Regions from separate parts of the Zea mays genome. Here all the other regions are linked to region 1. A link is a contact called in public Hi-C data. All regions are on one chromosome and are shown on one strand. The core of a region is the stretch at or near the end of the contact, and the rest is flanking DNA. Distances in the headings are between cores, read along the strand shown. Region 1 holds the start of LOC103637029 (S-type anion channel SLAH2). Region 2 has its middle 190 kb from the start of LOC103637029. Region 3 has its middle 150 kb from the start of LOC100383493.

The links. A called contact is a pair of places that touch in the nucleus more often than the background predicts.
Region 2: a contact with region 1 is called in a Hi-C map of bundle sheath, with 2.3 times the contacts expected there. The contact joins the enhancer-like site here to the promoter of LOC103637029 in region 1. A contact is called at or near these places in 2 of 25 Hi-C or Micro-C datasets (bundle sheath and leaf).
Region 3: a contact with region 1 is called in a Hi-C map of ear, with 2.3 times the contacts expected there. The contact joins the enhancer-like site here to the promoter of LOC103637029 in region 1. A contact is called at or near these places in 3 of 25 Hi-C or Micro-C datasets (ear and leaf).

The regions. Positions count from the first base shown.
Region 1 is chr8:76,972,078-76,974,777 of Zm-B73-REFERENCE-NAM-5.0, reverse strand. LOC103637029 (S-type anion channel SLAH2) reads right to left here and starts at 1,446. Exons shown (of 2, transcript XM_020542562.2): 1 at 1-1,446. The coding sequence starts at 1,206.
Region 2 is chr8:76,783,111-76,785,810 of Zm-B73-REFERENCE-NAM-5.0, reverse strand. No RefSeq gene overlaps it. Among protein-coding and RNA genes, the nearest start is that of LOC103637029, 190 kb to the left of the region's middle. Within about 2 kb of position 1,375, at least 18 of the 20 cell types and tissues checked have an H3K27ac peak or open chromatin away from gene starts, as enhancers often do. A contact at or near this core is called in bundle sheath and leaf, where this site is marked.
Region 3 is chr8:76,731,974-76,734,686 of Zm-B73-REFERENCE-NAM-5.0, reverse strand. It overlaps the pseudogene LOC103637028. Among protein-coding and RNA genes, the nearest start is that of LOC100383493, 150 kb to the right of the region's middle. Within about 2 kb of position 1,361, at least 17 of the 20 cell types and tissues checked have an H3K27ac peak or open chromatin away from gene starts, as enhancers often do. A contact at or near this core is called in ear and leaf, where this site is marked.

The DNA.
Region 1 (2,700 bases), core at 197-2,696:
GACGGACGCGACACTGGGCGCGGCGATGAAGAGGAAGAACACCGGGTGGAGCTCCCTGGGGAGCTGCGCGTTGCTGGGGAGCCTCTGGTACAGAGTCACGAACAGCACCAGGTAGTGCACCACCCCGACGGCGAAGAAGAAGATGGGCACCTCGCGAAGCCCCATCTTGGCGCCCAGCAGCGCGCCCACGAAGTTGCCCACGACGGCGAGGTGGTTGGTCGGGTTGGCCACCTTGGACAGCCGCCGGGCGCCGCCGGACATCCACTGGCCGTAGATCTTGAGGTCGAGGAGGAAGATGGGCGCCATGAGGATGTACCACACCACGTGGTGGATGGTCCACACCGGGTGCGGCAGGCCCTTGACGAGGAAGAGGCAGGCGATCCACGGCGCGAAGAAGAAGTTGACGCGGATCGGGTGGTGGAACTCGCGCCGGACCGCCTCGAAGTAGAACACGACCTTGAAGAGGTAGATGAAGGAGACGAGCGCCATAAGCGAGGCGGAGACCCACCAGAGCACGTGGTTCACGGCGGGGCTCACGTGGAGGAACGCCGTGGACGGCTCCGACTGCAGCGTCTTCCACAGCATGGCCTGGCTGCTCACGCCCAGGCACATCCCGAACGCGTTGATCGGGAACCGCAGCAGGAACGGCCACGTCTCGTCCTCGGGCAGCGCCGACACCTCTGTCGGTCTCAGCGTCTCCAGCTCGGGGCCCTCCAGGGCGGCGAAGTAGCGGTCCGCGCTGGGGACCTCGTCGTCGTCGTCGGTCTCCTCCTCGGAGATGATCTTGTTCGAGGTAGAGTCGGCGCCGGCGGGCTCGATGTCCACGGGCACCACCCCGCGGAGGTTGGACAGCTGCCGCTCCAGGCGGCCGGAGAAGGTCTTGAAGTGGTCGAAGCGGCGGTCGCGCGCGCTGTCGCTGCGCGACACGGTGCGCACCCGCTGCAGCGGCGGCGGCTCCTCGGTCCGGATCGTCAGCGTCGGCTGCGAGTGGTACCGCGCCTGGTTCTGCAGCAGCTGCTGGTCCTCTGCCGGCTGTGGCTGTGGAGCCGGCGCCACGCTGCGGACGGACGCGCACACGCCGAGGTGCAGCCCCGACGGCGACGCCGGCACGCTCAAGCACACAGAGTACGGGCTCCCCGTCGTCGCCGGCGGCGGCAGAGGGAGCCGGAGCAGTTCCGGCATCTGGGAGCTCTCGCGGATGGCCATGGCGCCTTGCTCGTCAGGACCGCTCAGCTCGCGTCGCCGAAGGAGGAAGAGGTGCCGACTGCGACTAGGTAGTGTAGGTGCACATGAAGCAGCTGCCTTGTGGCTGGCTGGACCGCTGGAGTGGCTGGGTGATGTGCCGCCGAGCTCGCGCTCGGCGCCCGTCTATATAGAGGTCAGGGAGGACGTCAGGTGTAAGAAAGGAGGCGGCATCGAGAGGAAGATGGTCTGCGTCTGCGTCTATTACGAAGGTTCGTTCCGGCACGTATTATCAGTACTCTGTATATTCATTTATTTATTAAGAGAGAAAAAGACCTCGGATTTCTCTCTGTATTCTACAGGTCTGACGAATCTGAACAACATTGACCAACGCGAGAATTGGATCATCAGAACCTTTCTCATGCGAATCCCCTGCGCATCTCCCGTTGACCTGGCTGCGTTGGTTGCCGGCGCCGATGACGACGGCGAACCCGGCCGGGGGAGAGGGAGCCCAGCCGGTCTTATCTGGACCTTTGTCGTCGACGGCGAAGAGGTCATGGCACGGACTCCTCGTGTAGAAACCAAAACCACGCACGGACCCCTTTTCTTTTTCTTTCACATTTCTAGTACTGTGCCATACTAGGGGGAGGGGGAAGCAATTCTAATGGCTACCTTTGGAACTCCATTTTCTAAAGCGATTTATATTTTTCCAAGAAAAAATGTACTAATTTTACTTGAGAAAATGAAAATCTCTTACGCCCCGTTTGGATCACTGGAATTGAATTCCATTCTAATAATAGTAATTTAGATATATATCAATTAAGCTAATTCACTTTTATATGAAATATATTTGTATACTATTATTAGCAAGATGTCCTACATATTTATGTGCTACATTTTTACTATAGAGGAGTAAAACGAAGAGTGTCATATAAGTTATAGATTAGAAACAAATTCTAATCATGAATAAAATCATTTCCTATCTTCCACCCTATGAATTTGAGATAAGCTTATATCTGAACTTTGGAAAGTGGTGGAATGCCAAATTCCAAACTAAATAAGTTACTTTATTGAGTGAATTCCAATTCCTTTAAAATGAAGGGATCCAAACGCCACGTTAGAAAAATGTGGTTTCCAAACTAGCCTAACTGTTTTGAAGCAAACTGTCTAAGACAGAAAATTATAGATAACTATATTTCGAATAGCTGTATTATGAAAATATAGTAAATTAAAAACTGCAATAATTTTCAGTACTATAAATACTATGCAAACAAATAATCCAACCGTCCTAAAATATAGTTCTTTCTAGTCCACTTTTTTTTGTCCACGTTCATTCAAATTGTAATAAATATAGACATATATGCAAATTTACATTCATATGTTTTTTAATGAATGTATAATTAGTGTAAAACGAATTATATTATGAGACGAAGGGTGTACAAAGAATCATAAAGATTTATGCGCTATAAAAATATAATGATACTGATTTAATATTAACATTATTATTTTATTATATAC
Region 2 (2,700 bases), core at 126-2,625, 190 kb after region 1:
GTCTACTCGTAGCAATACAAACAAACATGCTATATGAGAAATTAACATCATACCAAACATGAGTACAGAATACATGATAATAATCTATGCATCATAACGAGATAGTAGGTTCAATAATCACTAAATTCGGAGTTACGGTTTACGAGTTATGATTTTCCGAAGTTATTAAGTGCTTAGTATAGAATAAATCAAGTGGACAATTTTAATCTATTGTTTCATAACTAAACAGAGTTACCAGGTGATAAAAAATATTAAAACATAATTATTGCAAATGGAATGGATTAAAAAGGAGTTAAAATGAATTTTCTAGGAATTAAACAAGTTCTAGATTTAATGTTATACTAGAAAAATATTTTCTATATTCATTTATTCAATTCCTTCGAATTCTGGACTGCGCACAGTATTCTGTGGTTCTGCAGGGGCCTCCCTGCAAGATTCTGGGCCATTCTGTAATGGTTTTAACCTTAACCCGTACTGTGGATTGATTCCTATAAAGCATAGGGGTTCATATGTAAAGTTGTCTTCGCGAAGGGGTACGCGTGAATCTCGGCCACCCGATTAAAGAACGAGCGCCAGGATCACACAGCACTTAAACTGAACTGGTATGATATCGTGCTCATTGGATCTAGGTTCAACGATTCTGATTTTACGAAGCTTGAGTCACCCTGAACCGTCCAATCAAACCATACGGCCCCGATCAAATCGCCCACGGGAGTTCGCCCAGTTTTAATCTGGCCGCCCACACACCATCCAACAGTGCGCGTGTTATCTTCTTCCCCCGACGCGACTGCGTAGAGTCGCGGCGGCGCACCACACCGGAGTTCGCGCAATCGGCCATCCCGGACCTCGTTTCCCACTAATGCAAGCCAAACGTGAAGAGTAGGGAATGACGACACGATGGTCACTGGCTTACCGGTGGTTAAGACGCGTAGCTCCTTGCCCACGGCAATGCGAGGATCCGCGACAGTGTGGAACTCCGGTGAGCAATTGGTGGCCGATGAGCCGCCAATCTCACCCGAAATTGTCGTGGCTGGCTTCACACAGGTCCCGCAGAGGCCTTCGGTCCGAATTCAGGCACTAGGCGCCGATGGAGGTGAGGTTCCGTGGCGGCGCAACCCTACGCTCCTGGCGCAATGACGAATCTGCACGCTACAAAGCGGTTTTGGAGCTAGTCTTTGGTTTGCGGGTGGTGGAAAGGGAAGGCAGAACTCGGTGCTCCCCTTTATGCTCGCTCGATAATCGACAGGGTCAACAATCGAGAATTCCGCGCGGCGGTAGGCATCTCGGCATGACCATTGCGGGAGGGATGACGGCTGACCAGTGGGTCCCTGCTGTGAGCGTAACAAAGACCCCCGGTCTGAGCATGCGTGAGACGCGGACAAGCAGGCCCCGCCTGATAGCCGCAGTGTCGACGACGTTGGGCGCGCGTGTGGAGGGGTTGGGCCGGCTGCGTAAAGGCGTAAATGGGCCGACTGATAGGAAACGGCCCAAGCGTGGCTTTTCTTTTTCTTTTCCCTTTTTTCTTTTCTGTTTTCTTTTCTTTTTATTTTTAGATTTCAAATTTGAATTCAAATATTGTTGTGAGTTTTGTACTCAAGTTAAAGGTAGGAATTAAACACACCAGTATGGAAAGAATTTATTTATATATATATATTTATTTTGTATTGTGTAGTATTCTTCTCTTTCCCTTTCTATATTATTTCCAATTTCTAAATGGTAAATTAGGTTAGGTCCCAATTTGGTCATTAATATATATTTGTTAGTATTACTATTATTAAATGTACAACCAAATAAACTCCAACATGATGTATGTATTATTTATGTTTTATTAGAGAAAATTATTCACTTTAAATATGGTTGTTCATATGTTCTAATAAGTAGAGGGCAAAACCAATAAAGAGATCAACTCTTTTCTTATTACTTACAAATTGGTTCTTACAAAAACATGGTTTCATTTCAATGGATATCTTGTTCTAATTTTAAGATTGAACTTTCGGGGGCATTTTGGGGTTTGAAATTCGCCTGGTCTGTCGCGGATAGTCCGGTCGTGGGCACGCGGACGGTCCGCCCTCTGGCAGAGCTCCCTATAGATCTTGCTCTCATTTTTTAGGTTATCATCTTATTATTATTGGGATTCTTCATATTCTATTTCAGTGAATTTGGTGGTCTGAAGAAGAAGCTAGCAGGACGGTATTTGTCCAAACGACGTCGTGCAGATGATTCTGATTATAACCCTACCACAGACTCCGAGGCCCAATCATCAGCCGGGGCAGTGTCTCTTTGGATGCTGAAGATGCTCCACACTCGCATCCGGACTATCCTATTAACATCACAGGGTGGACGTATCCCAGGATGAGATTCTCTATGGCTGAATATTCTTCTAAAAGGACTGTTGATCAATTTTCTCTTCTAAATGACACAAACATTCAGTATTTTCATACTCAGCTGCAGTTCGATGTCTTCTGGGGAACTCTTTTGTACATCAAATTTCATAAGCATCAAGTAATTGACTGGGAATATATGCAGGGTCAAACAGTCATGGAAGGATTACTTGCTAAGTTTCAAGCATGTGGATTATATGAGTTTATGGGACAACAGACTGACTTCAATGATCTGATTGTCAAGCAGTTTCTTGCTACTGCTGAAATTAATATTCAAGATCAGTTGATTTGTCTGGATGACTGGGTTTAAGCGCTACGT
Region 3 (2,713 bases), core at 112-2,611, 240 kb after region 1:
GAGGCTCCCCACCAACGCGTAGCTTCCCAGGGGAGCTCCACCCGGTCTTCATCCTCTTCATCGCCGCGCCTAGCATCGCGTCCGTCGGCTGGGCAAGGCTGTGCGGCGACTTCAACTACGTGGCCAAGATCTTCTACTTCACATCCCTCTTCCTCTACATGTCGCTGGTGGTGCGCCTCAACCTGTTCCGAGGCGTCCGCTTCTCGCTGGCATATGGTGGGCGTACACGTTCCCGATGACGAGCGTGGCCATCGCGACGGCCGTGTACGCGTCTGCGGTGACCAACGTACTCACCCGGGCGCTGGCCGTGGGGCTGTCCGGGGTGGCCACCGTCACCGTCGCTGGCGTGCTGGTGACCACCATGTACCGCGCGTTCGTGCGCAAGGACCTGTTCCCCAACGACGTGTATGTCCATCGCCTGTTGGGAATAGTCCCACATTGTGTGGTGAGAGTGTGATAGCATGGTTTATAAGGTTAAGGGCGCAACCCTCTGACAGGCTAGCTTTTTGGGGGAGTGTTGGCCCAAGAGACCTAAAGCCCGCTGCTATACGTGCGGGCGCGTGTGTCGCGGCCCGACAGCCTGGGTGGGCGCGCCGTGTGTGCGGGCGGCCCCGACGGACACGCCGTGTGTCGGCAGTCCGGTTCCAACAATTGGTATCAGAGCCAGGTTGGCCCAGTGCATTCTCAGACAAATCTCGGCTCACAATGTGTGAGGGGGAGATTGTTGGGAATAGTCCCACATTGTGTGGTGAGAGTGTGATAGCATGGTTTATAAGGTTAAGGGCGCAACCCTCTGACAGGCTAGCTTTTTGGGGGAGTGTTGGCCCAAGAGACCTAAAGCCCGCTGCTATACGTGCGGGCGCGTGTGTCGCGGCCCGACAACCTGGGTGGCCGCGCCGTGTGTGCGGGCGGCCCGGACGGACACGCCGTGTGTCGGCGGTCCGGTTCCAACATCGCCGTCACGCAGCGGCCCAGGGCGAAGTTCGGCAAGATCCTCGCGCACCTCCGCGCCTCCGGCGATGGCGTCAAGGACCTCGTCTTTGCCGTCTCCAGACTCCAGGCACGGCGGAGCCTCCTCCGTATCAGACGACGCTAGCGATCCGCCGTCGCAGCAGAGAGCCGTAGCTAGGGCAGCACACCACACCACACCACACCCGCCGATCTCCAGACAGTCGTTATCATCATGGCTGCCTGACGAATACAAGTAGCCCTTGGATTTTGCATCCGTGCTGGTGCAAACCAATGGTAGTGTCAGTGGCCCAATAAGCAATCGAACCAAAACCAATGGTAGTGCTAGTGCCATGAAGAGGCCCGGCCGGCCCGATTTCATCCGTGGTGGGTGGGCCTCCATCCCAATAATCATGCCCGTGCATGCATGGCATGGAAGGAGGACGAGAGAGGTAGGTAGCACGTGCACCAGCCAGCACACGACCTAAAACCTAAACGTCACATTTTTTATGTTGTGAATTGTGATTGGGTGGAGGATGCATGTCGAGGCTGGTAAATTGTGCACCACTCACTCCATCGTGGCATGCCGCAGTGAGTCAGAAGCTTAGCTTGTGCAGTGGCCCTAGAGTGAGAGCGCGACACGCACGTACAGTGCAGTGCACTGCCCCTCCATCTCTTTTCAAACGTCGCACAGATTTTGGTGCTCCCAGAGATATTGTCAGCAAAGTTACATGTGGTGAAGTGTGGTTGATGCACTGTCAGTTGGTAAGCAATAGTCCTATCACTTCCAGATTATTTTAAACTAGCACAATGCTCCAAATGACCGGTCACCTCTCTATTCACTACCGGAATTCGGCTCTTTAGCGAGTGCCAAATATTTTACCGAGTGTTCTTTTCGGACACTCTGTTAGAAAGTTAGGCATTTTTAGTTTTAATTTAATCCAGAAAAACAGTGCGATATATGTGATGACATGTATGTGCATGTGTGTATAACTACTCGCATAAGCAGTAAACAGCAATGAAACATGCACAAATACGAAGAACAGAGTGTACCCAGCGGAGGGACCGATGCTCAAGGCATCAGTGGCTCCATTCACACGAGACATCTCGTGTGTTTGTTCGATGTAGCCGTACGAAGTCGGTGCAGGAAGATGTACGCTGTGCAGTCCCTCGAACGGTCGCCGGGAAGAAGAACAGCAGCACGCGTCAACTCGGGAAGGCGACGAACAGCAAGCTGTGAACGAAGCAGCTGGACAAACAGGTCACGCGAGCAGTCGCGAAGACGCTCCCCAAAAATCTGATCGCCCGCACACCCGTGCAAGTGTATCTCTGCGGTCGGTGATTTCGGAGGCCTGCTCTCCCACTCTCTCTGTGCTCGCAGAAGATGGGACGGGAATGTGTTGTTTGCAATTCGCGTGAGATAATTCGCATAACTGGAAGAGCCCTCCCTCTCTATTCTTATAGGCGGTCAGAAGGAGGGAGAAGAACAACGGACAGAAACGGTCGCGCATTAGAACTAGAAACTGACGACAGTAACTGACGTCCGTTACTAGCCATAAGACAGGAAACAGACGGTTATCATGACGGTCATCGCTCCAGGCAAAATGCGAAACCGTTTGAAAGGAATATTCGGACCAAGGTCCGATCTACAGCCACGAGCCGGCGGCGGCGGCGGCGCGCGCGCGCGTGTGGCAGTCCTTCATCCTTTTCTCAACTTCTCAATAGATGCACCAATGGTCCACCTATTTAAGTTGATTGATTTGTC